Linked DNA regions of Macaca mulatta: region 2 is linked to region 1. A link is a contact called in public Hi-C data. All regions are on one chromosome and are shown on one strand. Each heading gives the region's core, a stretch centred on a gene start, on an enhancer-like site or on the middle of the called end of the contact. The rest is flanking DNA. Distances are from core to core; before and after follow the strand shown. Region 1 overlaps TTLL5 (tubulin tyrosine ligase like 5). Region 2 holds the start of TGFB3 (transforming growth factor beta 3).

Region 1 (2,927 bases), core at 220-2,719:
GGGTTTCTACCATGGTTGTGTAGAACTCTTTTCCTAATATCTTCTCCCTGGAAGAGGCTGACTGTGAATTTTATGTAAGGGCAAAACATGTTGACTCTCAGGCTTTGCTTTATGTGGACGTGGTGAGGAGCACGCCCCTTCCACCTTGCCAAAATGGAGTGGGCCATATTGCGAACGTAGAAGAAGATTTAGGTGATTTCCCTCTTGGTCAGAGCTACCTTTCTTTTCCTTTTTGTGTGTATTGGGGATAAAGTGGCCTCAAGTTCCAGTCTCCTCTATCAGATTTCTATACCCACATGTCTACTGGCCTCACTGTTCTAAATGCTGTTTGTTAATTATCTGATTCTGATTCCTTGGCTGATCCCTGATCTTCATGTTTGTTGACTACAAGCTTGGAAATTTGCAGGAGCTTCCTTGAGAAGATCACTTTGATCTCTTTTGGACTTTTCTGGCTCCTTTTACTTTTTTCTAGCTTTAATATCATTTCATTCTTTTGAAAATATTCTTTCTATCCTTCCACTGGAACTCTGGAAGGGCAGGGGTAGGTAGATAAGTTGTATGTGGGACCAGAACCCCATCTTAAATTCCCCAGTTGTCTTTTCACATTGAGCTGTTTGCCATATGTGTAGAAACTTAACTTTCTGAGTGATCTTTCACATTGGAAAGTCCTTAAATTCAGGCTGGACTCAAAACGGTACCATAAACAATAATGGCCAGATCCTTCATGCCAAATAAATACAGGATCTGGTTTTGGTAGAGCAACTGCTATAGCCTCAGGCATTGGCTGCAACTTCTGTTACCTGGCCTAGGCCACTCTGGAGGCCTTTTACCCTGAGTCTCCTGTGACATAAGGTCATGGTCATATGCCTTGGCTCTGTCTCCTCTTGTCTCTGCTCTGACCTTGGTGATGAAGGCCCCTCTCCAACAGCTTTTCCTTCAGCTCTGTGCCAGGAGCTCCAGTGTTGTTTGAATCTCATAGACGGCACTAGTTTGGGTTTGGGTTTTAGCTGCCAAATGGAATTTGTTGAAAGTCAGCTATGGTACGAGTTTGCTTTTTATTTTCTTAGACATGACTCAAAAAGAATAGGATCTATTCCCAGCTCATCTGGGACTTTTTTCTTTTGGAATGCTCTTTTGCCCTAGTGATTTGTTATTTTAAAGCTAGCATCATAAAGGATAGAAAAGTTAAACTTTGCTTGGTGGAGCCGAGAACCCTGCGCCCTAACTCTTCCCTGGACGCCGAATCTCAACGGGGTGACATGTCTTTAGAGAATGTGTTTGGCAGGCTGTGTAAGAGCCTTTTTCTCCCTCCCACCTCTCCTTGGGCTGAATCCCTTGAGACCCCCTGCATAGATCAAAGTACTTGGCAGGACCTTTTGCCTTCCCCCTCCCTCTTTGTGAAGCTTTGGAATGAGTCTGATTCTTTTAGGTATTTAGTGGAAGTGCCAGACAGAAGCCTGGGAAGATGCCAGGAGGCATGAGGGGAGCTGGCAACATGCGGACATAATGGGAAAATACTCCCGTTTCACCCCGAAACTGGAATTTTACCACCTTTTACCCAGACCTGCAAACCATGTTGTTAATACTCTTCTCTCTGCTTACACAAAAGGCATAACCATCCCCTCTTTTCCATACCTGGATCCTTTCCCATGGAATATGTGACCCATTAGCCAACTGGATGAAGTAACTCTTTCCAAGGCTGCTGCCTGCTTTCCTTTTAGATTTGAGCAGGAGAGTGAGGAGAGGGAAGGCTGCGGCGAGGGTCTGGGGGCAGAACTAATGCGAGCGAGTGAGGGATTTAGGCAGTGGGGATGGAGTTGGTGTGAGGGCCAAATGGAAATATCTTCCCCTGTCTTCCCACTGGAGTGAGAGGGCCACTTATTAAAACTTCCCTATAGTAGTCATAACCTTTTGGAAACTCTCTACAAATAGCAACTTTTACCATTACGAGAACAGGATAAAGGACAGCAAAAGCATCACTTTTATGTAGCACTGAAAAGAGAAGTGTGGACCATAGATGGAAGCATCTCGGTTGGTTGACTAATGTGGTCTCATAAGGATGTGCTCTTTAACTCTAGAAATACAGCATAAAGGAACAGAGCTGTGTTTGCTCCACTCCTTCAGTAACCATGGCTAAAGGCCGTATTTTCCCAATTTAGTATATTCAGATCAAGGAGGGGAAAGAATGGATGTTTTCTGAATAAGGTATGAATTTGATTATGGAAGTCAAGTTGAGTCATCCTTGTCTCACACACGATCCATGGTAAATACAGTATTGATACATGCTCTGAGACTTGCATGTATTAGGAGAGTGTTAGGTCACTCCAGTCCCTCCTATATTTGTGAATATAATTCTGTACTCTCTTGTTTCTGTTTGCTTATATGTTTTTATCTTAGGTTTCCTCTGTTTTTCTCATTTCTCAACAAGTATTTCGGGAGTACCTACTGTGTTGTCACTCCTTAAAAGCTTTTGAGAAATTATCTTAATTATTATGTATCTCTTAATTTTCATAATACTGCTACTCAGTACTCTGAGTAGAATGGCATGTGGCAGGTCGTGATGAATGCTGTTGAACTGTGGGACTTTGTAATTAGAACCACATATATTCTGTTAAGTTTGCAGTAATCATAACTAATGTTTATTGAGCCTACCACTGTCCTTTCTAAACATAATCTCTTTTAATCCATATATGAACCCTATGAGGTAGTTAATATTTCCTTAGTAAGTGGTAGAGTCAAGGTTGTAACTCAGGTCCAGATGATGCCAGCATAGACACTCTTAATCCATACCATTCTGCTTTACGGTGACTTAATGGATACCTGAGCTTTAATCTTAAGGTCCAGTTAGAAAGACATGTTTCCAGCCAGGTGTGGTGGCTCACGCCTGTAATCCCAGCACTTTGGGAGGCCAAGGCGGGCAGATCACT
Region 2 (2,927 bases), core at 122-2,621, 280 kb after region 1:
GGATGTGATGTGAGTTCAGCAAGCCGCTCAGCTCCAGGGCTCCTGGCCTCCCAGAAGCACCGGCTCTTAACAGAATGGCTCTATGTCCTTCCCCACCCACCTCCCCAGCCCCAACGGAGGAGCATCGCACCTCCTGAGCCTTGGTGCTAGTGAATCCTGGGGCACCCTGCTGTGTGGCCAGCACTAGGCCCCGCTCTGCAGAGCTCCCAGCTCCAGTTCAGACCCTCCAGAGCAGACACCCCAGCGAGAATTTGGACTTACTGTGCTCCGCCAGCCCCTGGATCATGTCGAATTTATGGATTTCTTTGGCATAGTATTCCGACTCGGTGTTTTCCTGGGTGCAGCCTTCCTCCCTCTCCCCATGCATCTCCTCCAGCAGCTCCCGGGTGCTGTTGTAAAGGGCCAGGACCTGATAGGGGACGTGGGTCATCACCGTTGGCTCAGGGGGGCTGGTGAGCCTGAGCTTGCTCAAGATCTGTCCCCTAATGGCTTCCACCCTCTTCTTCTTGATGTGGCCGAAGTCCAAGGTGGTGCAAGTGGACAGAGAGAGGCTGACCGAGGCAAAGTTCAGCAGGGCCAGGACCACCAGAGCCCTTTGCAAGTGCATCTTCATGTGTGAGCTGGGAAGAGAGGCCAGGGGGACGGCGAGGCCTGGAGAGGAAGAGACCCCAGCAGACGTGCAGAAGGAGGGAGGAAAACCAGGCGGCCTCCCCAGATCCCAAAGACTGAGGCTTGGCAAGAAGGTGCATGAACTCACTGCACTGCGAGAGCTTCAGGACTTCCAGGAAGCGCTGGCAACCCTGAGGACGAAGAAGCGGACTGTGTGCCTTGTAGTGCTGGGATTCTTGTCCATGTGTCTAAACAGGTTTTGCTGGGCTCTGACTCCCAGCAGGCCAGGTGGAGGGCAACCAGAGGGCTGGGAGGGGTGGCAAGGCAGCTGGGAGTGGGAAGGGAGCTGGAGTTTTTCCTTAGGTAAAAATAAATAGAGCGGATATCTGATATTGCCAAACGCCGCTTGGCGATGGGGAGAAAGTGGGTATTTTAAAGAAGGAGCAGAAGGACCATGGCTGGGTCCCAAAATCAAAATCCTTGCCTTGCCTTGAAGGAAAATAAGAAAAGAGAATGGAAAAGAAAAGGGGGAAAAAAAAGGTTAAAAAAAAAAAAAAGTCAGATCACCAGTGAGTAGGTGGGGAGAGGCAGGGCCGCGCAGTTGCTGGCCCAGCTAAAGGTGGGGGCAGTACAGGACACACTTGTCTCTCAGGCACTCCATTCATGCTTTCTCTTTTGTTTACACTTCCTCGGGGGCTTTCTAAATGACTTTGTTCACGCTGCCTCTCGTCTTCATTGGCTGGGGTGTGGGGTTATGTGCATTGGAAGGCAGGGAGGCAGGCCTCTGAGCGCAGCAGCCTCAATCATCCACTCAGACGCCCAGGGTCACCAGCACCTCGGCTTGTCTTCTGCCTCGGCCATTGCTTCTGTCCCCTGCTTCTCTTTAAAAAATAAAAAGGAGAAAAATAAAATAAAATAGAAGCCAGTTCACGGCACGCCTGCTCCGGAAAGCTGTTATTCCTTCTCTCGCACGCCTCTTCCCCTGTCTCTGCCTCTCTCGCTCATTCCCTTGGACTTGACTCTCTGCTTCCCTCCCTTTCTCTCTCTCCCTCTCCCTCTCGCTCCTCTCCCTCTCTCACACACACACATGCACACACACTGCTTTCTCTATTTCTCTCTGCTGAAATTTTATACCTCCCTCCCATGACGTCTCTGGCCTGGGGTGGGGGAGGGAGGGACCAGCGCACGCAGCCTCTTTTGCTGCACGATGTTAATGTTTTAAACAGGCACAGGAAAAGCCGAGCCCATTTGAAAAATACGTTGCGAGTCCTCTCGTTCGACGTGGTAGCTGAACTTTTTTTCCCCTCTTGGAATCACTCCTGCTACACGTTGGCTGTTTTTCTGGAAAGTTACTCCGATGAGCCCCCTCCCTCCATTTCCCCCAGCCCCAGCGCCCTCTCGCCAGCTGTCAGTCCGCGCCGTCCGCGGCCGGCGTCTACTCTCCCTCGTGGTCCCCCGGTCCCGGGGTCGCCCCCGGGCCAGGCCCGACCCGGGGCAGGGTCCGCAAAGGGCGCGGGACCCGGTAGGGGCGGCCGTGCCAGCCTCGCGGAGGGGACTCCCGGCCTGCGAGTCGGGTCGGAGGGTCAGCGTCCGCTCCGCGGCGATCCTGGCCCGATTCTTCATTGACAAGATCGGAGTCGGGAGGCGGGCAGAAGCCTGGAGATGCTCCAGGGGCAGTGAAAAATGGTGGCGTTTTCCGGAAGATCGAGGGTGCCCTCTGGCGAGGCGAGGCCGCCAGTGAAGGAGCTCGGCTCGTCGGGAGCCGGGGAGGCTCGGGGCCTGGGGCTGGGGGGCGGGAGAAGGGGCTGCGGTAGAGAGCGAGAAAAACAAGACCCGGGCCCCGAGGAATCGCCTCCCTCTCGGTCCCACGTGCGCACGAGCGCACCTCTCCCTCCCCAGCCGCTGCTCCGGAGCCGCTCTCGCAGAAATGTCATCCAGATGTTCAGCCTCCCTCCCCGCCGAGGGCTCCGCAGGGAGCTGCGCCAGCGAGCGCGAAGTCAGCAGTTGGCCCGAGCCCATTTCCCAGATGGGTGAGGGGAAGTCGGCTCTCTGCTTTCGCTCCTCTTCTCGGCCCGAACCTCTAGGCCTTTTCCCACGAGCAGCCGAGGGAGGGTAGGGCACGTGGCTCCCGGTAACCCGCAACACAGGGCTTGCATCTGAACTGAACTTTCCTGAGAGTGAGTGCCGCTCCCACCCCATCTCACTCCAGCCTTCCTGGACCCTTTCTGAGAGGTCTGACTTCCAGGCCACCAACTGAAGGGGCTGTTCACTGTATCCCAGCACAGCGGTGGGTCACTTTACGGATGAGGATACTGAGC

What was found. Hi-C and Micro-C count contacts between places; a contact is called where the count stands out from the background.
Region 2: a Hi-C map of fetal cortex germinal zone shows a contact between it and region 1, with 6 times the contacts expected there. The contact joins the promoter of TGFB3 here to the enhancer-like site in region 1. A contact is called at or near these places in 5 of 14 Hi-C or Micro-C datasets (cortical neurons, fetal cortex germinal zone, fetal cortical plate and 2 more).

What each region holds. Positions count from the first base shown.
Region 1 is chr7:148,908,977-148,911,903 of T2T-MMU8v2.0, forward strand. The region is part of intron 7 of TTLL5 (tubulin tyrosine ligase like 5); the gene reads left to right. Among named protein-coding and RNA genes, the nearest start is that of TTLL5, 40 kb to the left of the region's middle. Within about 2 kb of position 1,470, at least 1 of the 40 cell types and tissues checked has an H3K27ac peak or open chromatin away from gene starts, as enhancers often do. A contact at or near this core is called in fetal cortex germinal zone, where this site is marked.
Region 2 is chr7:149,187,522-149,190,448 of T2T-MMU8v2.0, forward strand. TGFB3 (transforming growth factor beta 3) reads right to left here and starts at 1,372. Exons shown (of 7, transcript NM_001257475.1): 1 at 262-1,372. The coding sequence starts at 613.